Regions from separate parts of the Mus musculus genome. Here all the other regions are linked to region 3. Evidence: chromatin contacts called from public HiChIP or PLAC-seq and promoter capture Hi-C data. All regions are on one chromosome and are shown on one strand. Each heading gives the region's core, a stretch centred on a gene start, on an enhancer-like site or on the middle of the called end of the contact. The rest is flanking DNA. Distances are from core to core; before and after follow the strand shown. Region 1 has its middle 110 kb from the start of Gm35236. Region 2 has its middle 140 kb from the start of Gm35236. Region 3 holds the start of Shox2 (short stature homeobox 2). Region 4 holds the start of Mlf1 (myeloid leukemia factor 1).

Evidence for each region. Promoter capture Hi-C pulls out the DNA fragments that hold promoters and counts their contacts. HiChIP or PLAC-seq counts read pairs in DNA pulled down with a chosen protein or histone mark. Capture Hi-C pulls out chosen DNA fragments and counts their contacts.
Region 1: a promoter capture Hi-C map of second pharyngeal arch cranial neural crest shows a contact between it and region 3, with 5 times the contacts expected there. The contact joins the enhancer-like site here to the promoter of Shox2 in region 3. A contact is called at or near these places in 9 of 39 promoter capture datasets (the 3T3-L1 cell line, cancer-associated fibroblasts, cranial neural crest and 6 more), 4 of 484 Hi-C or Micro-C datasets (cortical neurons, cranial neural crest, embryonic fibroblasts and 1 more), 10 of 115 datasets of contacts at active chromatin or transcription factors (the NIH/3T3 cell line, astrocytes, craniofacial prominence and 7 more) and 2 of 9 other capture datasets (embryonic stem cells and pancreatic islet).
Region 2: an H3K4me3 HiChIP or PLAC-seq map of embryonic basal ganglia shows a contact between it and region 3, with 3 times the contacts expected there. The contact joins the enhancer-like site here to the promoter of Shox2 in region 3. A contact is called at or near these places in 7 of 39 promoter capture datasets (the 3T3-L1 cell line, cranial neural crest, hippocampal neurons and 4 more), 1 of 15 datasets of contacts at CTCF or cohesin (the NIH/3T3 cell line), 9 of 115 datasets of contacts at active chromatin or transcription factors (astrocytes, craniofacial prominence, embryonic basal ganglia and 6 more) and 2 of 9 other capture datasets (embryonic stem cells and pancreatic islet).
Region 4: a contact with region 3 is called in a promoter capture Hi-C map of adipose tissue. The contact joins the promoter of Mlf1 here to the promoter of Shox2 in region 3. A contact is called at or near these places in 3 of 39 promoter capture datasets (hippocampal neurons and liver), 5 of 115 datasets of contacts at active chromatin or transcription factors (bone marrow-derived macrophages, cardiomyocytes, embryonic stem cells and 1 more) and 3 of 9 other capture datasets (adipose tissue, liver and pancreatic islet).

Annotation. Positions count from the first base shown.
Region 1 is chr3:66,504,977-66,510,604 of GRCm38.p6, reverse strand. No RefSeq gene overlaps it. Among named protein-coding and RNA genes, the nearest start is that of Gm35236, 110 kb to the right of the region's middle. Within about 2 kb of position 3,979, at least 11 of the 459 cell types and tissues checked have an H3K27ac peak or open chromatin away from gene starts, as enhancers often do. A contact at or near this core is called in craniofacial prominence, embryonic limb bud, neural stem cells and 1 more, where this site is marked.
Region 2 is chr3:66,535,122-66,540,724 of GRCm38.p6, reverse strand. No RefSeq gene overlaps it. Among named protein-coding and RNA genes, the nearest start is that of Gm35236, 140 kb to the right of the region's middle. Within about 2 kb of position 3,819, at least 20 of the 459 cell types and tissues checked have an H3K27ac peak or open chromatin away from gene starts, as enhancers often do. A contact at or near this core is called in embryonic basal ganglia, where this site is marked.
Region 3 is chr3:66,977,504-66,983,819 of GRCm38.p6, reverse strand. Shox2 (short stature homeobox 2) reads left to right here and starts at 2,049. Exons shown (of 5, transcript NM_001302357.1): 1 at 2,049-2,609; 2 at 5,426-5,634. The coding sequence starts at 2,264. It also overlaps a transcript of Rsrc1 not described here.
Region 4 is chr3:67,371,176-67,376,933 of GRCm38.p6, reverse strand. Mlf1 (myeloid leukemia factor 1) reads right to left here and starts at 2,837. Exons shown (of 7, transcript NM_010801.3): 1 at 2,672-2,837. The coding sequence starts at 2,718.

The DNA.
Region 1 (5,628 bases), core at 2,730-5,229, 480 kb after region 3:
TTTGTCAGACAGTACAGCCCTCCAAGTGTCAGGCTTCCTTGTCAGGCAGTGAGTTTGTGTTGGAGCAGAGAAATTTTAGAATGCACAGATCATCAAGCTCTTGTCTGCACCCGATTAAAGTTAGGTAGATCAGCTTTAAAACAGCCTTGAAATAATTCAGCAGGAAGCAGCGGGATATCTTTCTGTATTTCTCCTTATTATTATTCAAAGGAAATTGGACTAAAAAAATACTTTTCTTTCAAACTGCACCTGATTTGAAAGGGAGTGGGAGAAAGAAAATGAGTCTTCTGTATATATACCAAGCAACCCGCTACCAGAAAGCAGTGGGGGGGGGGCAACATAAACGGAAAACGTATTGTGAAGACAGCTAGTGTTTAGACACGTATGGGTCCAGCTTTGTGGAACTTACAACTTAATGTTAACTAGATCGTGATATCACACTGTCATTGAAAGGGTGTTGGACTTGCCAAAGGAAGGCTGGAGCTTGGAGATTTTCAAGAAAGGGCTTCAAAGGACATGGGACTGGGCTCTAGTGTATATCTTGAGAAAAGACATGGGTACTGTGCATTTCAAAACAGTAATCACTATGTGAGGGAGGGAGAAACAGACTCCGGCTTAGAACCACGCCATCTGAATGAACAGGAGAGATGTTTTCCTTTGTAACTAATCACCTAGCTTCAGAGAGAATGAGTAAATGTTCTTGCTGAAATTTAAAAAAAAAAGTTAAAAGGTACTACATAAAAACATCTTGAAATAATAAAATAAATAATTTTCCTCTAGGCCTAATGAGGCATTGTCTCTGTTTTCTCTCTGTCTGTCTCTGTCTCTCTCTCTCTCTCTTTGTCTCTGTCACTCTCTTTCTCTCTCTTCCTTCCTGTGTGTCACAAATATGAAAGAACATATTACTAAGGAAAGTTAGAGAATAAGAGGTGATGATTCTTATGACTAAGACCTATAGAAATATTATCCCATAAGTTTGGAGCTAAGATGAAAGGATGGACCATCCAGAGACTACCCACCCGGGGATCCATCCCATAATCAACCACTAAACATAGACACTGTTGCATATGCCAGCAAGATTTTGCTGAAAGGACCCTGATATAGCTGTCTCTTGTGAGGCTATGCCAGTGCCTGGCAAATACAGAAGTGGATGCTCACAGTCATCTATAGGATGGAACACAGGGCCCCCAATGGAGGAGCTAGAGACAGTACCCAAGGAGCTGAAGGGGTCTGCAACCCTATAGGTGGAACAACAATATGAACTAACCAATACCCCCCTCCCTCCAGAGCTCATGTCTCTAGCTGCATATGTATCAGAAGATGGCCTAGTCAGCCATCATTGGGAAGAGAGGCCCCTTGGTCTTGCAAACTTTATATGCCCTTTATATGTACAGGGGAATACCAGGGCCAAGAAGTGGGAGTGCGTGGGTAGGGGAGCAGGGAGGGGAGAGAGTATAGGGAACTTTTGGGATAACATTTGAAATGTAAATAAAGAAAATATCTAATAATAAAAATGAAATATTGTCCCACAAATTTTAAGGTTCCCACATACAATTTTAAATATTGTAGTAGCTGCATTCGCAAACAGTAAGCAAAAACCTTGACTGTAATGATATATTTTACTCAACTATCTTTTACAAATATCATTTCAAAACATAACCAGTATGTACTTGTTAATAAGGTAGTTTATTAGGTCTTCAAAATTGGCTGGCTGTTTTAAACTCATAGCTCATCTTAATTTGGACTGGTGACATTACCAGTGTGCTATGACTACATGCAGCTAGTAGCTGTCTTGTTAGACAACACATACATTGTAGTTCTAAACATGCCATGCATCACAAAGCTAAATCTTAAATCTGTGTGCCAAGCAAGAAGAGTAAGACAGACAATGCACACCTGTGGATGTGGGAAGGTAACAATTAATATTCCTCAATATTTTTAACTTTTGCCTTTTACTCATGGAAGTGTATAGCATAGTAGAGAGAGTTAAATCTTGCCCTAGTTTAAAGTATTTGAAGGTTGAAGTTTCTAATAAAATCTTTTTGAGGTCTTTTTGAGTGCTAAAAAAACATGAGTAAAATGCCAGTTGCTGGGCAATGTATGTTTGGAGAATAGACTTAGGAATGAAGAATGACAATAGAGGTACTCAGAAAAACGAATGTTCAGGATGAGTATGTGCCTTCTTATTTTCAGGAGGACCACACTGAAGGAAAGCACCATCTGCAGCCTAGGTTTCATGTACCTTCGGACTAGGGAGTTAGATCATGAGTTCCATGGTCTGTTAATGCTCTAACAATCTTTGAATTCATGTGATAGCCAAGGATGATACGTGACCATGGATGAGGAAAGATATGCTCATGAGGGTACAGCAATAGTATATGAATAATAGCTTGCATCACCCTTACAACATTTCCACAGTGTGAGAGGGTCTCTGGTCGTGTATGATCAAGAGGCGGCAGGGTTCATAGCACATCTGGTTTCAGCAAGAAATTCGAAACATATTTAATGGCACTAATGATTAATTTAATATTAATTCAGCAGATGCCTACTGAGTATCTACTATATTTAGACACTGGGGATATGATATGAATGATGTCTCTTAAGAAACTAATTATATAAGTTTGCTTTATGTAATAACTTGGCATAGGAATTAAGGAATAGATCAAGAATGAAACCCTGACCGCTTGGGGTCTTAGTCTTGGCAATGGGAAGGAGATTTATTTACTGAATGAGAAAAAAAATGGAGAAAGAGAAAGAGGAGGTTTGAGTGGCTGTAGCTGCTATGCTGTTAGATGAACTGAGATGTGAGTATTGGGGATATCTCTCCATGGAGAGACTCAGTAGGCCAGGGAGCTCTCAAAAGATAATGTGATTTAAAATGAGCATCTTAGATGCTGTTAGCATGAAATGAGAAATGGAGGAATTTATTGTGGGTAAGATACCCCAGGGGAATAGAATTTAGATGCTGTATTTAAATACTTTAACACATATGCTCTGTGATGTGTTTGAGCTTTATCAGTGTGTTTTCAAATGAAAGAATTTGAATTATCAAGAGTACATTACACGAAGGTAGATATAGGTTCTTTACAAGGAAATCCTTATCTCATGACTGACCCATGGTGCCACTGGCTGCTGCAGGAAGTAGTGAGCTGTTCTTCATCTACATAGGTATTCAGACAAATTACAATGTGTGGGGGAGACATCCATGTATCTGGAAGGAGCTAAACCAAAGGCATCGAAAGCAGTGATCCTCACATTATACCATCAGAGTAGGTGAAGGATTGTGGAGCTGGGAGGAGATTTTAAAATGACGTGGTACTGAGGTTCAAATCTTAGAAACTGGCTCAGTAATACTGGCATTGCATACTTCTTTAAGATGTTCTAGGAGTACCTGGGTTCTATTTTTAAAGGCGTATCTGTATTATTGTAGTGTGTATCTGGACAGGAGTGTGTGCATTAGAGTGGAGGCAAGGCTAGAGCAGAGGGTACCTGTCATCTGTGCTGGGAGCTGAGCTCATGTCCTCTAGAAGAGGAGCAAATGCTCTTAACTGCAGAGCCCCTAACTGGGTCTTAAACTGGGTCTTACTTTCCCTAAAATATATAAAACACTATCTCAATACTGTGGGGGACTTAAGCATAATGGCTTGGTAAATGCAAATCCAGGCCATCAGCAAGCACAAGGCTCAGTGGCACAGAGGTCAACAAGCTTTTCCTTAATTGAAGAGAAAGTAAATATACCCGTTCCTTCCAAAAACACTGATGCTTAGCATTTAACTCGGGCCTCATGACTCATTAAGAAAAGGAAATTCAATAAAGTCCAGCAAATATGACTGCAGGAGGAGCTGCCTCCAATGAACTGGATGTTTATAGGACTTTGGGTGAAATAGAAATCAATTTCCAAAATAAAATACTAAACATAGACTGTGATGGTCATTAAAAGCTTGTTTTTATTTTTATCCCTGTAGTGACCGTCTTTTGTATCCGATACAGCTGTGCTCTTTTGATTCTTTAGAGTGTGTCTTAGAGAACCCCAGAGGGCTTCCCATTTGAACTTGTGGGTCAGAAAGTAAATCATGATGGCTAAGATTCTATTTTTTGACTTCCACAAACAGAAAAATGATTTTTTTAGGGGATACATTTGGGGGGGTCAGAATTTGAGGGAAATGAAGTAGGCACACTACTTTGGCAGTAGAGGGGAGGCAGAGAGTAATAGAAAACAGACCTAGGAACTGGGGAAGTGCAGACAGTCATCTGGGACCATTTAGGGAAGGGGCAGGCAGTTCTGCACACCTCAGTGTTCCCCAGGGCATCCACAGATTGGAGGACATAATTTGTTTTATAGGGTTTTTCATCCAAAGGACTTTCTAAACATGTATCTCAATAGTGTCTGTGCCCAAAGGGCAGAGGAGGTGCACTGTGCAGAGTGGAGAGGCAGTACTTAGCAGAGAGAAATGTTTGGGGATTAAAAACTAAAGGTCTAGAGAGGTAAAGGAAACCCAAATTGGTTGACAGTCATATTTTTTTGTTCTCTAATGTCATGCAGTTCTAAGTGCAATGTTTTAAGCAATTAGTTCCGGTGAAATTATGAAGAAAATGAGAAGTCCGAGCTCATGCTGAGAGGGACACAGCCAGAGTTCAACGATTTCTGCATAAGAAATGAGACAGTCACAAGTTTCATCCTGTCTTTCCCAGGCTTCTCCATGGAATCAAGGATGACAGCCCCATTCCTTCTTCCTCTAGCCAAGACTCCTTCCTGCTAAGCAAAATGAGCACCACTGAGGTCATTTTCTTGTTCCCACTGAGCCTAATGCAATCAGGTTAAGAGAGTGTGAGTTTGGAAGATGAAGGCTGACAGCTGAAAGCTGAAGGATTCTGTCAAGACAGCAACCGTGATGCCGGCTTACCAAAAAGGAGGTCAGAGGCTAAATATAGAAATAGAACAAGTCTCCAAAAGATGGTTAATGAAGCAATGGCTAGGACCTGGAACCATGCCAGTAGTCTTATTTGTGACATGGACTCAGGTATTGTTTTAAAGTGACACTTATTGGCACATCCACTATTTGGATACTTTTGTGTATATTATTTCCTCCCCAGTTAGCTTTTTAAATATTTAAACAGTCTAATCGGTGTCATTATAACTCACTGCATTAAACTATTCTTTTGTTTCTACCGAAGGAAGAATAGCAGATTTAAGAGAATCTTTAGCTTCTGTAAAACATACACATAGGATTTTTTTTGTGTGTGTGTACTTACGGTTTAAAAACTCAAGATCTAAGAGGGCAAACCTGGAATGGATTGTAGCACCATGGGAAAAGAACGTGAACAAGAGGAGCGTGTGGTGTGAGCACTCCATTCTCAGTAACTCTGCCTTTTCTCTGCTTAATTTTGCAAAGGGAGCTTTGTAATAAATCCAACTGCGTCAGAATCCCCAGTGACTCACATGGGACACAACTCAGAACGAGCTTGTGAATTTGGGGATCCTTTGCTAAAGTGAAAAAGAACAAAAATTCTCCGTCCTCCCTATGCTTTTTAAAACATCCTCCCCTCCTAAGCTTGCTTTCTTTTCTAAAAAAAGTTTTACCCTGAGCTTGCGCTAAGCAATGTGCTCAATCTAGCAGGAGAAATCAG
Region 2 (5,603 bases), core at 2,570-5,069, 440 kb after region 3:
CTTAGGATCAAATTCTGATTCGACTTTTTAAAAGCTCTTTTATTAATATTCTAAAACTGAGTAAGGACGCTTCTCATAGAAGCTCTTTTGTCAGAACCCTCTACATCACAAATGTGACATTGTAAAATCAATCTCTGGCTGAAACATGGCTCTGCTTGACCCCGTTCCCTTCCTCTCTCTGTCACTGTTTGCCTTTCTCCTTCCCAAGAAACATTCAACAGAGCAAAACACCTGTCACCACGTCATGGGGGCATCTCAGGATGGCACGAAGGAAGGTGGATCAAAGAATCCTCAGGACATCCTGCTAGTGGTTGGTTCATTTGGAAATCGGCTAGGAGAGGAAGGTTTTGCTTGGGCTTGTTTCTATTTTAAATAAATGTTTATTTTATTTAGTATTAGTGTGGGAGTGCATGCACATGCCACACACATGTGTGAAGTCCACAGAGAAATCTCAGGAGTCAGTTCCCTCCTTCAACCCCCCTGCTCCGGGGACTCAGCTCAGTGTCATTGGCTTCTGTGACAAAGATTGTTACCTGTTGGACCATCTCGCTTGTCTCGGTTTATTTACTTTTTTTTTTTTTGAGGTTTTATGAATTCACTTTTAATGAAAAGGTATAATATTGAAATTTGAGGTAATGTTTATCTTTATAAGTGTATTTGTCTATAGATATATGGTGACTTTTATATTCCTAAAGACATTTGAAATACTATCTGCATCCTATTTTGCCATCCCCATGGTACTTCATACACAAGTTCTTACTTGGTCTTCACAGTACCTGTATCTCCTCCCCAAGAGGAAGTAAAGACTCCCCATGCTGACTCTTGCTATGCTAGCTACTTCCATACAGATCAAATAGGTGATTGCTAATTTATTCGTTTGAATAGTATCTTAAATAAGCTTATATGTGGACATTCAATTTCACTCAATGTAGCACTATGAAGTAAGTATTATTTATAATATTCATGATTTTGCAAGTGAGAATCACTTCATTTTTAAATGGGAAAGCTCAGGACTCAAAATCAGGCTGAGTCAACCTCTGGGCTTTGTGCTCTTGTCTGCTCCTCTACCTTTCTGTCCATCCAAGGTCAGGCAAGTCTTTCCCTGAATGCCCTAAAACCTCTGTCTGTAGAAACAAGTTGTTCCTAGCCGTGTCCAAGGAGGCTTTGGTCTGCTTGGGCAGTATTACCAATCACTGGGATTCTCCCTCCCTGGGCTACAAAATTCCATGGGAGAGATGGACAAGGTGCCAGTGGATGCACACTACCCAAAGCAGACACTCCTCTGATGTCCATGATGCCACACAGCCTCCCATCTCATTTCTGATTCCACTGCCTTAGCAGAGAGAGGACAGCTGTCCAGCCACTTCTTTGTGTCCTTCTGCCAGTTCCTTTGGCTTTAAAAAACAAGAGTTTTTGTCCCTCCACTCCACATTCATATGTACCCCTCCCCCAAACTTAGAATTGTTGGCTTATGTCATAATGGAAGGCAAGGGGTATGGAGGAAAAATCAATGCCAGCCTCTGGTTATCATTTTAACAAAATAGAATCGGCTTCTGTCAATACCTGCTATTCTCAGGCTAAATTATGGTGCTAAAAGACTTCAAATTAGAGAAAGTACGTTACAAAGTCTGTTTTATGAGTGACACTTTGGGGATTCTAATATTTTCAAAACATATTTGATCTCTTATTTCTTATCTCATCTACTAAAATTAGGGTTTGCCAAGTAGATGAAGTGATGTGGATTAAAAAGGAGTAACGTTTCAAAGCCCAGACAAGAAAAGCCATTTTGCAATAATTATGACTATCTTCCACAAACTCTTGCCAGTGTTGTCAACTCTAGTCTTTGCTGAACGTTTCAACATGGCACCCAAGGGGAGCTTTCAAACCTGACAGCCATTTCCTATTTGTCAGGAACAAGAAGGAGGAGTTTTAAAGAAAATGAGGTCTTCCCCTTTCAGATGTAGAAATAAAGGGGTGGCGGGGAGACACATCGGAGAATAGGCAATGTGAGGCCCTAATGGGTCACGACAGCTCGGATATAGTAGTTTTCACTCCTCTGTAGGGGCAGCCTCATTACCCGCTCCTGCTTGTGTTTTGCTGCAGCATCTGTGAGTGATGAGGCCACCCTTATCTCACAGAACGGAGGGATGCACTCCCCACTGCTGTGACAAGTTCTTTTGGGATAAATACTCATAACAAATTTTATTTCACAACCACACACACACACACACACACAAAGAAAGAGCTACAAATCCTTAAGTGACACAAATGTGTCACTATCCATGTATTAAAAGACCTTACACACGTGCACAACTGTAGCACTTGAATGGTTTTCTCTGTCAATTTGATATTGACACTGGTTTAGTTCCATATGCCAAATCATTTTAGAAATGACACCAGCAAATTCTTAAAAGGAGCGAGTGACATCCTTTGTCTGTGAAGTAAAAAGCAAACAAAATCCTCAGCCATCAAGTTCAGTGTACAAGATCACCTTTGTCCCCTGGGCCAATGGCCTCCCAAAGCTGACTATGACGCATTCTCAGGTCAGCTCTTGTCTAAAGCAGTGCTGCTGGTGGGAAGCCTCGTGACACCAGAGTGCACGAATCTTAGCTCTGCTTAATCAGACAGTCGTCCTATATTGCACTGTCTCTTTTTCAGTCTTAAATTATTTATTAAAAGATCCAATGCCTGTTAGGGCAACCTCATCAGGATGGAAAACATGGATTCCGTGACTCCTGCATAAAATCTGCAACTCAAATGCAAATGGTGGGCAAACTTCAAACGGCCATGGAGGAGGAAGGAAGCAAGCAAAAGTGAGGTGTTCAGAAGGAGCTTGTAAATATTTTGGTATTATTCCCCAAATGTTTCCCTTTTCTCTTTTAAAGGTTTTGTTTTACAAACCCACAGTGTGGCTTTCTTCCTAAAAGCATAGGGAGTCTCACTTAGGGCTAGCCTTGCTTCTTCTTTAGGAGGTTCAGTCGGAGTGTTTGGGAGGTGAAGGGCTAGCTGCTCGTTTTCTTTGCTTTGATGGATTCCTCCCCTCATAAACCATAGCCCAGCTCATAATTATAATGCAAAACAGCATCCCTCCAGCCTGCTTGGTGCATTTACAATCTGAAGTTCCTTGAAGTTCTAAGGATTTTTAAATATTGATATTCATTAATTGTATGGCTTTTTGTGACATAAATGCACATTACACACTTTTATGTGCTGGAAACAACTAAAAATGCCATGTCACAAATGTTTACATGGCTGTTATGGAAAACAGTTCCATGCTAATATATGCTTGCTTCTTAAATTCTGTTAGCAGTTGTAAGACAGTCAGATACCACCCGTGGGATCTGGTGCCCTCATGAAACACAATTACAATGAGAATATCTCATTATCTCATTGGCTTTAGCTTACTGCTCTGTTACCATGGTTTCAAATACACAGAGGAGTCTGAAACTAAGAGTGCTGCTAACAAAGAACATATCCTTGTACAATGACATCAGATCATGTTAGACAGAATAGACTTAATTAAATACCCCCTGATGGAGGCCAAAATACAGAAGTTGGGTCTACTTTTTTAAAAGGAAACCAGCCATTTTAAAACATTGTGCTTAATTTAGTTGGGAATTTTTTTTATTCCTTTTTAATAGCAGCTACAACTCTAAATTCAGATCCCATTAATATTCTCTGGTAGTGACAAGGAGTTAAGGGGATGGAAGAGGAAAAAGACAACTGTCAGAAGAAAATGATGTCAGATGTTCCTTCCAAGGGTCCGGCCACCAAAGCAGCCAGTTCACAGAACACGAGATGTTCATTTCCGAGGGTTCAAACTGCTGGACCGTCCACTATAAAATGCCCTCAGATTTTCCAGCACGGATCCCCACCTTATCGAGTGTGGTCGGCCTCTGTTGGACTCAGCACTTCAGCCCCTGTTCTAATGCACTCGGTGCTTAGCTTCATAAAAACTAGAATTCTATTACTTTAGTGACGGGAAACTATTTTGTTATACGAGGAACCGTAACTCCAGAGCCTTGGGCTTGCAATCTCTGTGCTGCTTACTGTAGTCTGATTGACTTCCAGCCCCTGACTTACTACTCGTCACGGAGGAAAGTCTCCTGGATCCAGCCAAGTTGGCTTTTGTTTAAAAAGACCTTTAAAATACCCTTCGGTGGTGGCAAATCATTTAGGCTTCAGAGCTATCCTAGTGGATAAACATTTTTCTCTCAAAGACCTAAAATGGTGGCTTGCAGTTTTCTGAAATGTTGTAAAATTAATTCCCCTATAAAAGAAGTCTCCCTTGTCAACGTGAAGCCTGCCACCCCCATGCCACACAAGCACACTAGAATTATAGCTGTAAAAAAAAATTTAAATCACTTATAGGCTCCAGAGACTATCAAGTGACATAATGTGACGATAATGACATCCCTGGTGGTGTTAATTGATTTTGTCCTGGTAGAGAGGGTAATTTGGTTTCTGCAGCAATGCAAGATCATGGGCTAAACTGACTGGTCTGCCTAGGTAGTATTACCATTAATGAACAGAAAACACACTTTCTGCCTTAAATATTGGTAATTACAGGGAAGGGAAGATGGAAAGCCAGAGGTTCTTAATCATGGAAGGAGAGTTAGTTCTAAGTTGTTTGCATTCACCGGGGAAGTGTGTCGAAGGATTGTGAATTAGCAATTCAGAGTCTTGCTCCATAAAATCCAGCTGCTTTCCTGCTACCTCAGAAAGATCTGTAAATAAGTCAAATGATTTGTAAAGTGTTCTTCAACAGAAAAAAAAAATCACACTTGGCAGCTGCATGTGCCGTGTGATTAAAAGTGATACATCATCCGTCAAGCTGCCTTCCTTTATTGGTCTACATTCCTTTCTTTATGGTTTCTAATTGGTGTGATTTTGAAAATATTTTAAGTGAAAAATACACTCTTTCTAAATTGCGCGTGTAGACAAGGATATTCAGATAATTCTCTGATTTTTTCAGAGGCGTTGCATAGATTTGGAAGTCATTCAAGCTCACACAAATAATTGTGATTATGCAAATAAAAACATTGTGCCGTTGAAGGTACCTCTGTTCTGTTGGAGAGCTCAGTTTACTTTTTACCCACTGAGTTTGACTGTCTATCAAGCCCTATCCATCCTACTACAACCAGAGATCCTGTTTGTAGGTGTCAGCTCTGCTTGAGCATAGCCAGCATCCCTCTGATCAGTGGGGAGCTGTGCAGGTCTCACTGTGAAGTGTTTTGTATATCGTGCCTGCATCCCACCATCTCAATATCTTATGAATCTGAGCCTTTATCTCTGTTGACACATTTCTGCCTCAGGTCGGGTTTTATTATCTATAATTTGAACTCCAGTTATCATTTCTTATTTCTTTTCTTAATAATAGAATTCTGTCCAGCCTTTTTTTATTCCAGTTTATGCTCCACGCTCTATCCACAAGGACTCATTTAAAAAGTTTCTAATGGCTTGTGTTTATTTAGAAAGCTAAGAGAAGTTATGTTTTGTTGTTGTTGTTTGTGTTTATTGAGACTATTTTTTTTTAAATCCTAGAAATAAGCCAGGTATGATGGCATGTTTCTAGAATCTCAGAAACTGAGGCAGGAGGATTA
Region 3 (6,316 bases), core at 800-3,299:
AAAGGTATGCCTTTGTCCTAAAAGCAGGGTGGGAAATGTTTCTAGAAGGAAGGATAATGTCAAAGAAAAAGTAAAGCAACATTTCTAATAAGCTTTATTTTCATGTCCTTTAAATGTGCAATGTAGTTAGTATTACAAGAAGTTATGGAACGTCTTAAATTACACTTAAATTCTCGACTGAGAATACATTATGTACCACAATTCTGTGTTCTCTTTACCAATGTTTTAGGTTGTTTGGGTAGAACTTCTGAAATTATTGGCTAAGTGTGTTTTGTTGTTCTAATCAATAAGTAGAAGATATACATATTAATGGCCTGTAACTGCTTTCATTTTTACTGAGTACTGGATCCAAGAGAACGAAAACATTATCTTTTAACATCAAACAAAACTCATTAATATTCAGTATACTGAAAATGCCCCCCCAAACTGCCACTTAAAGAGGTATATTTGTTTACATATTCAAGTAAATGTAACATTTCATATGTAAACATTCTTTTGTGTGAGCAAATAAGTATTTGCATAGCTACAAATCACACAGCAAGCCGTGGCTTAGAGGAGACAGTCATGTCCCCCCCCCCCATATAATTAAGAGTTTTTATAAAATAATTGTCAAATATACAGTTTTTAAGTTATAAATCAGAAAGAGAGTTGTTTTCCCCCCTCCAAAGAGTGAGTCTTTTTTTCACAGTCCACGGTAAACAAAAATTAGTCGAGCGACAAGCAACATCGGTAATTTTTTCCGCAGAACTCAAAAAGTAGTCATCTTTTGTTTTTCAGAATTAGGAAATCGAACTAGAATGCCCCCCAAGATGCTAAATAATTAAGGGCAGGGTGCAGGGAGTTGTTAGGAAAAGGAGTAAGAACCCTTAGACCTCATAGAGAAAATCGAAATGGAACTGCGCCTGACCGGGCTGTAAGAAAATACCTTAAGACCGAATCTGGCAGAGAACAGCTGCTCAGGAAACAAGTTAAATCGACCAACCCCTTCTAGCGGGATGTGTCTTTATGGGAGTCAGCTTTGACTCCAAAGTAGTAGAGTGAATTACAGGGACCAGTACTCAGTGAGGCTGGCTGCGCGTTCGGAAGATCCTAAAAGGAGGTGAAGCCTTCCGAGGTGCTGCAATGAAGCCCCATTCGCAGCAGGCGCGTGAAGACCGGATGCACCGCTGTGCAGCTGCAGCGGCTTGGAGCAAGAAAGGGTGCAGGAACGGAATACTGGAATGGTTGCTAGGCCTATTAACCATAGAGAGCCCGATACTGGGCCAGAGACCAGGGGTCATCATTGTAGGGTCGAGCAGTTGGGATGCCCACCCAGAGCGAGGCTGTAGGGTCGGGTACTCTCTGAGGATACCCACTGACTCTGATTGCAATGCACTTGTCAGTTTCCTCTTGGCCCCGCCTCCGAGAAGTCTATCCAGTTCCCCAGTGTTTTACTAAGTCGTGACACCAACGCAAAATCCACGCTTAATTAAATTAATTAGGGATTCTTGTCAATCCTGGATTAATGGCCAAGAGCACCAGCGGCCGAGGCTATCAGAAAACCCGACCGCTGAGGACCTGCCTCCTCTCCCCGCCCCCTCTGGTCCCCTGCTTGCCCTCCCTCTCCAGCCCGGTGGACTCCAGCCTGGATCCTCCATCCTCAATATTCATATTCATATTCTCTCTCTCTCTCTCTCTCTCTCTCTCTCTCTCTCTCTCTCTCTCTCTCTCTCTCTCTCTCTCTCTCGTCCCCACTCCCTCTCCTCCCCACCCCAGGTAGTGGCGCTCCTGCTACCCGCGAAGGGGTTCACTAGGAGTTGCGAGGGGAGGTAATTTACTCAGAACAAGAGGCCCGCCTTTAGGAAGTATAAATAGTGAGACTTCAAGAGCTGCGTCGCTATCAGATCTGAACTCTCCGCAGGAAGAATTGTCAAAGATCTTAACATTGAACACGCGCACTCCGGCAGGGAAGCATCAGTTCCCATTTCCCTCTGGCGGCCCCCGCCCCTTCCCTCCTCCCCCCTCTCCCCCTTTACCCCCTCCTTCCTCCTCCTCCTCCTCGTCCTCCTCCTCCTCTTACTTCTTTTTCTCCTTCTACTTCTCCTCTTCTTTCTTCTCCTCTTTTTCTTCTTCCTCCTCCTCCCTCTCCTCCCCCATCCCCCTGCCCCATTGATGTGTTATTATTGGGGGGGCTGGAGCAGTAAAAAAAGAAGGAGGAAAAAAAGAGCGGGGCTCGGCAGGGAGAGCTTGAGCGCGAGGTTGACCGGCGGCGGCAGCGGCCGCGATGGAAGAACTTACGGCGTTCGTCTCCAAGTCTTTTGACCAGAAAGTGAAGGAGAAGAAGGAGGCCATCACGTACCGGGAGGTGCTAGAGAGCGGGCCGCTGCGCGGGGCCAAAGAGCCCGGTTGCGTCGAGCCGGGCCGCGACGACCGCAGCAGCCCGGCAGTCCGGGCGGCCGGCGGAGGCGGCGGCGCGGGAGGAGGCGGAGGCGGAGGCGGAGGAGGCGGAGGAGGTGCTGGAGGAGGAGGAGCAGGCGGAGGAGCTGGAGGAGGGCGCTCTCCCGTCCGGGAGCTGGACATGGGAGCCGCGGAGCGGAGCAGGGAGCCCGGCAGCCCGCGGCTGACGGAGGGTAACGGCCTGCCCCCGGCCGCGGTTCCCCTTACTGCCTTCCCTTATCCTCGGGGCGGGAGAGGACCCGGGACCCGAGCGGGAGGAGGGCGGCATCGCAGAGGGCCCTGGACCCCAGCTTTGGGAGATACCGGGATAGTGGAGGGGTAGGAGGCCAGACTGCTCCGTCGTGGGTGGGGTCCTCGCGTGGGGGAGGGCGTGGGGTTTCGCGCACCCTTCTCTGTCGCTCCGGTTGCACCGAAATATGTTTTTCGCGAGCGGGAGGATGGGGCCGCGCTGCGGGACGGCGAAGTTTGTGTGGCCCGCGGCGAGAAGGGGTGCGGCAGGGGCTCACTAGGAGGCCGGTTGTAACTAGCCCGTAGTCCCGAGTTTGCCAGAACCCCTTTCCTAAGCCTAAAGGAGAGAAGGGGAGGGGAGAGAAAGAGGAGAGCCACACGACATTGCCCTTCTTTAGATTTGCCATCAAAACCACTGTAACTCTGCAAAGCCCCCAAATCTCCGGATCTTGGGGACCAAACTTCACATTCTTACTGAACAGTTAAGGTAGGAGCCAGCCAAAGGTCCAGGCCAAGGTGATTCCCTCTCGGTGGAGGAATTGAGGAGTAGAGGGTGGGGGACGACGACGAGGACACTACATACACAATTTCTTTACTGGCTAGAATCGTGCAGTACTTTAGGAGAGAGAGAGAAAGAGATGGAGAGAGAGAGAGAGAGAGAGAGAGAGAGAGAGAGAGAGAGAGAGAGAGAGAGACTTTTGGAGAGAGCAGTGTTAGAAAAAGGCTTTATCTAACCGGTGAAGCGTCCATCAACTCAAAGTTAAAAATTAATTTGGCACTCGGTACTGCAGTAACTGGTGTGCTGCCATATTTTTCCAATTAAGAAAATATGTGGCATGCGTAGAATCACAAATTTAAGCAAGCAATTAACTTGTTTATAACACGGTCTGTTCCTGTTTAGGCCATTAAGTGGAAAGTTGGGGGCGAAAGAGACATTATATTAAGTCTATTAATCAACTTGAAATTTGGATTTGTTTTCCTTTGAAGCCCCTAAACTTTGAGGGGAATCCACTCTGGGGGTGACAACAGACAAAGCCAGTCCACCTTCCCATCTGAAGAATATATGTTCCTGTTTAAATTTTACTAAGATGTTAGTGAGATTGTCCTAGTAATGTTTTCTATTAAATTGACCCCTAATGTTTGCTGTGACCTTATCTACTTCCTTCCCGGAGGAAGAACAAACGTCCACAAAATGAACTCTGAGAAGCAGAAATACAGGCAATAAATAAGGTTACTGTATAGAATGCCAAGCTGGGGCAAGATGGGGCGCTTTGCCTTCACCGAGATCCCGGCCGGCCGTGTTCCCCTAAATTTAGAACGTGATAGGGTAAAATGATAAAGGGGCCCCCAGAGTAACCCTTCAAGGTTCATAGCTCTGAGACTCGGGTTACATAGCCCTGGCAAGCCTGGGTGAGCCAGTTGCTGGGGTTGTTGATTTCCAAGCTCTGGGCAAGTGTTAATTTCTTTGTAGCTTGGCTCTTTCGACTTAATTTTTTCCCCTCTGTGTTGATCCGGTTCCTGGGTTGGGAGGAATCAAAAACAGCCTCTACTATCTAAACTTAGCTTTGACAGTGGACATCCATCTCCAAATCATGCAGAGGATGAAGGTTGGGTGGACCTTGTATTGATATGGGCCTGACTTTGACTGTCCTCATCATTGCCTTTTGACATACATATATACCACCCCTCGTGTGGCTCTATTTGCTCACACTGCCAGAGCTCCTATCTTTTACATGGAAGGACAGCAAAGTAGCAACGAATGTGAGGGGGAAAATGCATATTTTATTAAACATCCGAGCGGCTGGATGCATGAAAAGGTTTTGAACAGCCAATAGAAACCGAGGAATGTTCTGCTTGAACCTGTTGATCTCAGTGGGTTTAAGCCTTTAGGGTCGATCCTTGGTTTCCACCGGGGAGGGAGAAGGAGAGGACAGATGCAGCGGTGGGTTTTGCTGACCACCAGAGTCTGTCTGATTTGCCGCCTCTACCCTTCTGGCCCAGCGTGGGCGGCCAGTCATCCAGGCCGCCAACATGGCGTGGTTGCCTGTGCCAATCCGACCCGAGTCTGGCAGGGAGCACAGGGACTGCCTAGTTGCTGATGGAACCATCCGTAGGGGTCTGGTCCGAGCCCTTGGGTACCCGGGGACGTGGCTTTCGGCGCAGCGCTGTACCAGAATCTCGTTTTCCTGCTGCAACCTTTCAGCGGGCCCAGTTGTTCCTAAATTAGACCAGCAAGTTTGCGGGAGGCAAAGGGCCAGAGGCAGCAGAGGCTGGCGGGACAGCGGAACAGCCCTCTGGGGATAGCTGGCGTGCGAGGCCATCGCGTGGCCTTGCCGCGCCCTTTAACCGAGACCGGGCTCTGGGAGAGGCCCGCGCAGCGCTTTTGATTTCCGTGAGTGCGTGGGTCAGTGAGTGCCATAGGGTCAGGAATGCATTTGGTGTTGACAGAAGGGAAGGGAACAGGTAGTGAGAGGGTAAGCTAAGACCCCAGTTGAGTTGGGTAGCCGCGTGCCCACCTTGTCCCCAGGCAGCTATACAGACGAGACTTTGCGGGTCTCAGAGACCCCATCCTCTCTCCAGGTCTTCACAGGGATCCCGCGCTCCCAGGGTTTAGGAGTCTCTAGCCTTCTGGAAAAATCTGGTAATGAGACTGTCTTGCTTTTTTTTTTTTTTTTTGTTCGTGTGTGTGTGTGTGTGTGTGTGTGTGTGTGGTGGTGCGTGCTCCGACGCACGTGTGGTCCTTCCGTGGTGCCCTCTTCAGTGTCCCCTGAACTGAAGGATCGCAAAGACGATGCGAAAGGGATGGAGGACGAAGGCCAGACCAAAATCAAGCAGAGGCGAAGTCGGACCAATTTTACCCTGGAACAACTCAACGAGCTGGAGAGGCTTTTCGATGAGACCCACTATCCAGACGCTTTCATGCGCGAGGAATTGAGCCAGCGACTGGGGCTCTCTGAGGCCCGAGTACAGGTACCCCCATTGCGAGGAGGTGGAGGCTGGGTCCTGAAAGTCAGAGTGCTATACCTAATGTTTGCGGGGAAGCTGCAGGTGTCTGGTGTGAGATGAAAAAAAAAGGGGGGGGACATCTTTTCTAAAGATCTTATTTTCTAAAATGGGTTTTGATCCCGTAGCCCCTTTCACTCCTAAGCCAACATATGTTCGCTGAAAAAGAAAGCTGTGCTGGGCTTGCTCCCAGAGTTTCTATTAACCACACCCCCCTAGCCCCTCGCTGTCTTTAATGTGGTTTAATCCTAATGGGCCTACTTTTATAAGCCTTAAAAAAAATGCCATAGAAAACGTTTTATCTCTGAAGCCTTAAAAGTTACAACGAGTATTTTGCTCTCTGGAGTTGGGTTTCGTTGAGGGTCTAGGTTTGCCAAACGGATATACCAATTAGGTTTATGGATGTACAGACTATAAAGAAAATTAGCATCTGTTAAGTGCAAAAATTTACAGTGTACTGCTAGCGGATCGGTCTCTAACTGAGCGAGAAACAGAGGGCATAGAATATGTTTGCCCACCCTTTGTTCCTCCACTTAACCAACGCAAAGAACCTGAACCCATGAAAACTCCATTTTAAAACAACATACACATCGTATTATTGATGTTTGCAAAGCCTGGCCTTCAGAATATCACTTGGGGTCAGAACTGC
Region 4 (5,758 bases), core at 1,588-4,087, 390 kb before region 3:
TACAGATTTGTGCAGAATTTATATACAGAAGATCTATCTAGTTCTCCCTTCCAGGATGCTATACATTCCCACTCTCAGCCCCACCTTTCCAATGATCATAGTACCACTGAGCTCTGTCCTTGGTTCTTATTAGAAAGACTTTTGAGTTTCCTAGTAGCTCTGACCTCTTTGCACAGAACATTATGGAACTTGAGCTCAGGGTAGAATTTTCTTTTTCTTTTCATATTTGTTTTTGGGTCACTTCCCAAAAACCTTCTCCAGAAAGCTGTTTTTATATTTATCCTATACTTCAGTGTTATCCATAAGATCCATGGGTGTACTTATTCTTGACATATGATGTTATTATTTGTAAGGCTTTTAAAAATGATGTTTATTTTAAAAATAAAAATAATTATTAATATTCTAATTAGGCAGCTCCAACATCAATGATGGTATTTATTTAATGAAAAATAGTAATTACTATTAGCAGTCATGAAATATTACCCATAAACTGCTCGATAAATCATAAAAGATACTAGATCATTGTTACACAATATTTACTGAATATTTTCTATGTTAAAGTAGCCACTAGAGAACGCAATGATCAGGTACAAAGATAGCATCAGGTACAATCTTTATATAAAAACATGAGTAGGAGCTGAAGAGATGGCTCAGAGGTTAAGAGCACTGGCTGTTCTTCCAGAGAAGCCAGGTTCAATTCCTAGCACCCACATGGCAGATCACAGCTGTCTCCAACTCCAGTTATAGGGGATCTTACACCCTTGTACAGACATATATGTGGGCAAAGCACCAATGCACATGAAATAGAAATAAATTAATTTAAAAAACAGTGAGCATGATTAGTGTGTTCTACTTCCATGATATGTTCTTCTAAGGTCAATAGATGGGTTAGTACATTTGTCACCTAAATTCTTTCACTTATACTAAGTAGGAATTCTCATTTTGTTGGCAGTAAAAAGGGTGGGTTAAAGAACAGCCGGCTTGATATAAGCTCATTACTTGATAATGTAAGTTCATTCTTTTCCTTTATGCCCAGATGTGTTTACTCTATAAATAGTGGTTGTAAAAATAAATTAGCATGAATCAGTATTATAATTACTACAAATTTGCCTTATATTTTTGATAATGGTTGCTTGGTTCTGAAGAAGGCTAGAAAATTGTTGAAGAGAGTGACTAATGGTCTTTCCTGAGCTTTTTGATGTGTGTCTTTGAGACCTGTTACTATTTTTGACCTCAAATCTTGGGTTCCCAGCCTTTGCTCAAGTCATCCAACAGTTTAAATTACACTCCCACTGGACATATTTTTTTAAGATACTAGTTACATATCAAATTACACATTTAATTAAGACATTACTCATTTTAATATAACTAGGCATATAATAAGGTCAGATATGCACAGAAAACTAGATAATAGTGAAACTTAGTTTTAAATGTCTTCTTCCCAAGGCCTCATTTATGTCACTGTGAATCACTCACCATTCCTTGTTACCAGAGGTGTTCATTGCACACTCTTTCTTTTACCCCTGCCTGCCCCATTATTGCATTGATAAAATGAGAAGCCCCTTCCCAAGCAAGGCCAGTTCTGCTGGAGGCAGGTAAAGAAAACAAACAGTGTCCCATGGCAACGTCCAACCACTTCGAAGCAGCCAGCTCAACTCTCCTACTTAGTAGTGCTGTCAAGGTGACAGCCTTCACTATATGAAAACTTGTTTTAAATAACTTAGCACACAACCTCTAATTCCAGAAAGAAGGAGGAGGAGGAGGAGGAGGAGGAGGAGGAGGAGGAGGAGGAGGAGGAGGAGGAGGGGGAGGAGGAGGGGGAGGAGGAGGGGGAGGAGGAGGGGGAGGAGGAGGAGATGATGGCGGCAGTGGCAGCGGCTGCAACAGGTGGACTTCTGTGAGGTCAGCCTGATCTACACCGAGTTCCAGGCCAGTAAGGTTTACATCGGAGTCCTCTCTCAAGCAAAACAAAATAAAAAACACACCCCCCTCCACAGTTTCTCAAGTCAAGGAACTGTCACCCTAGAAAGCACTTCCACCCCTATGTGAAGTTCAAGGGACTTTTTCTGATCAGAAGTTCCACTAATATGGCAGTTATGATCACCAGTTATAAGCCCTGCTGCTGCACAGGAGGGTTTCAGATTCGAGGCCACCCACACACCAAGTCGCCCCAAATAGTCAGCAGCCTGCACCTTGAACCATAGCTCAGGATCCTAGTCCTCGGCTCCCACCAGCAAACCCTCTCCTCACCTCAGGCTTCTAAATCCTCCTCACCCCCATCCTGCTCAGCTCACCCTCTCTCGTGTCATGTCCTCCATCTCTCCATGCCAAATATCCTCAAATCCTCTCCTCACACCCTATATCCTAATGACTCCAGTCCTTCAGCTCCTGTGCCCACTTCTTACGTCCCCCATTCTCCTCACCCGCATTTCTCCTCAGCCACTTCTCACATTTCTCCTCATCCCTATTACACCTTATAGCCTCTTCTTTCCCTCATTTCTCCTCACCCCCACTTCTCACACACTTCTCCTCACGACCACTTTTCCTCACTCCGTTTCTCCTCAAACCCATTTCTTCGCGCCTCCCGCCGGGCGTGTCCCCCCCCCCCCCACGACAATTTGCGGGGCGCAGTCCCCTCGCCTTTTCCGGCGAGCGCGGCTGGGACACTCACGCGAAGAAGGGGTCATCCTCAAAGCTGCTGCTCAGCATCCGGAACATCGTGATCCTGCGGCGGGCGGCGGGCGCGGATGGAAATGGGCGCAGCTCTCTGCGCCGCCACCAGCCTGCTTCCCGCTTGCTTCGCGCGTCTGCCGGCGGCAATCGCCGCGCCCGCGACTAGGGCGGGGCTTGACGCAGGCCGTTTTCCTATTGGTCATGACCTTATGACGTCACTAAGGTGAGGCGGAGAAGGGGGAAGGACATCGCTCGGCTGCTATGGCAACCTCTGTAAACACACTGGCGGCGTGAAGTTTGTCTGGAGGCCCCATCCGCGAGGCTCCTGAGAGACAACTTGGTCTCTCAGGAGCCTCAGGAACCAAAACATTAGACAAGTTCTGAATCACCTTGGCCAAATCGCCCTTAATCCCGACAATTCTCTGGTAGCTGGTCAAATAATGAAAAAAGGTTTTGAGAACAATAGACAAGTGTTTGTATTCACTTCTTGAAGGAAACAAGATGCAGCCTATGAGATTTCAAAAACAAAACAAATACAGTTTTCTGTAATTCTAAAACTCAAAGCAGTGTCTCCCAATACACAAATAACATCTAGACATAGGATCAAATACACAAAAGAAAGAAAGAGAAAAAGAAAAAAAAAGCAAAATGAAAATTGCTCCATTTCAAGGATTAGATCAAATCTTTATCACCTTCCCAACGTTCTTAACAAGCAGAATTTGGGCACAAAATTTGTAGCAAGCAGCCATATCTAGCTAAAATTCTATTTCAATTATTTCCATTACAGTATAAAGGAACCTTCTATTTGTAGTAAGGAAGATGGTTTTCACCTTAAAGCAGTCCAGTACCTCAACGATAGCCCAAACATTTTAACTGATCTTCAAGAAATAGTATCGGTAAGATTGGTGGGAAGTCGGCAACATGAAAGTTTTATTCAATTGTTAGGGTTTGAAAAGTATTATATAGGCCTTCCAAGAACTGGAGGCAGGAGAGAAGGAGAAAGAGGAGGGAAATGACACGGAAGGAAGAAGAAGCAACTTGCACACACCCCCTCAATTCACCTGACCCCACACTCTCCAGCGAGTTCCCTTGGGGAGGTGGAGGGGTGTTCATGGCTCCTTGGGGCCCTGTGGGAGACATATGGCATGCTGCCACTGGGAAGAAGTGACCAGGACTTGATTTGGAAGTGGCAGAAGTACTCAGGGTTATTTTTGGGAGCTGGAAATGTAATCCTTTGAAACGCACCCCCACCCCCACCCCCAAATCACCAGGTTTCTCTGGTCCTCCTGCTCCCCAGAGGACTGGCTTGAGGCAGGGCCAACTTTACAATCTAAAATGACACGGCCCTTCCAGGAAATAAATAGGCTATTTTAATCTTCCTCTGGCCTCAACACGCTGCTCAGAGAGCATGCATGGGTCAGAGGACTTGCAAAATAACTCCATGGCAAAACTGTCTGTACAACACCCGAAATTAGTTTCTGTTTGGCACAAGGCAAATGTTAAAGAGACTATAAAATGAACACAGGCAGTAGCATGACAAACAGTCATATTAAAGCACTTTTGCATTGAGGCAAAATAAGGAAACTTGTGAGAAAGAGTTCCATCTTGTTGCATGGAACTTCTCTCAGAACCACACAGTTAAAACAAACATGAAACATTTAGTCCAAAGACAGCCTGGTAGGGGCTCACCCACAGTACATGCAAGCAGTGCAGACATTCTGTGTAATGCCTTTTTTAAAGGTGGTGGAAGAAAAAGAATTGGAACTGAAAAGCCCATAACACCAGTTTTAAATGGAAAGAAAAGAAGGGGTGCGGTCAGGAGAGGATAAACACCCCACTAAAGAAGCATTTGAGGTGTTGAGCTGGCTAAGAGGACAGAGCCCTGGCACTGGCTGCAGACACAATTATAATAACTGATTTGTGAAGCCCTCCTGTCATTTGCAACGTGCGAGGGCAGGTTAGGAATGAAATGGTAGGTACCTGCTCACTGAAAACTTGAGAGAAGGCATGGGAGTGTGCAGTTATAAATAGGGGAGGCCACATAGTTGTTACGGAGAAAGTGAGTTTGAGCACAATGTTAGAGGGAGGAAACAGATATCTTCTTGAACTTTCCAGGCCAGTGCAAAGTTACCTGAAATCACATCAATTGAAATTCACCTTCAGAGAGTAAAATCATAAGTTTTATTTATTAGGATAATAGTTCTCACGTATTTCTTATGTTCCAAACACTGCCCTAAGAGCTTTCAAATACGTGTTCTCAGTTAAACCTTCCCACCTCACCTGGGCTAAGATGTTTATCCTTTATTATATATGAAAGCACTGATGCCCAGAGAAATGATGGTTCACTTTAAACTGAAGTCTGTCCTGATGCAAGGCTTACATTATCTCCACCTTCCTACTTTGCCTCCCTGTGACATTTAAAAGGAAAACTACTAGTACATTTGTGTGGTAGGTTACATATTCACACATGTGGTCTCTAGCCACACTGTTGCTTATGTTTCTTTTAGAAGAACACTGACAAAGTCAAGGAAAGACTTCCAGAGGCAAAGCATGAAATTCAAGCCAATTCTGCAACTCTACTAATAATTAATAATAGTTCAAAAGGCCAGTGGAATTCATACCCATTAGCTCACCAGATACTTAAGAAGGATTGATTACATCTCAGACAGTATTTTAATCATTTAGGATACAAAACTCTCTGGCCTATTGGATGTACATTAGCCCATATGTCAAAGATTCTATAAAACCTCAGTTACAGCACCTTATAACTTTCAGTAAATTTCTACTCTCTCAAGTGCCCAAGAAGTCAGTCATCAGTAGGCTTTTGAATGCTGGAATTATACTTTATTATAGTTCTCCAGACTCCTGAGGCTTAATCTGTTATAAACATCTTCATTACTGTGGATTTCAGTGCCCCCAATGACTTTGTACCCTCGTCTCATTATAGACTATATATCTGCAATACATCAATATTGTCCTGGTGAGTTTTACTGTCAACTTGAAACAAGCCAGAGTCATTTGGGAAAAGGGAACATGAGTTGAAGTATTGGTTCATTTAGATTATCCTGTGACCAGGTCTTGGAGG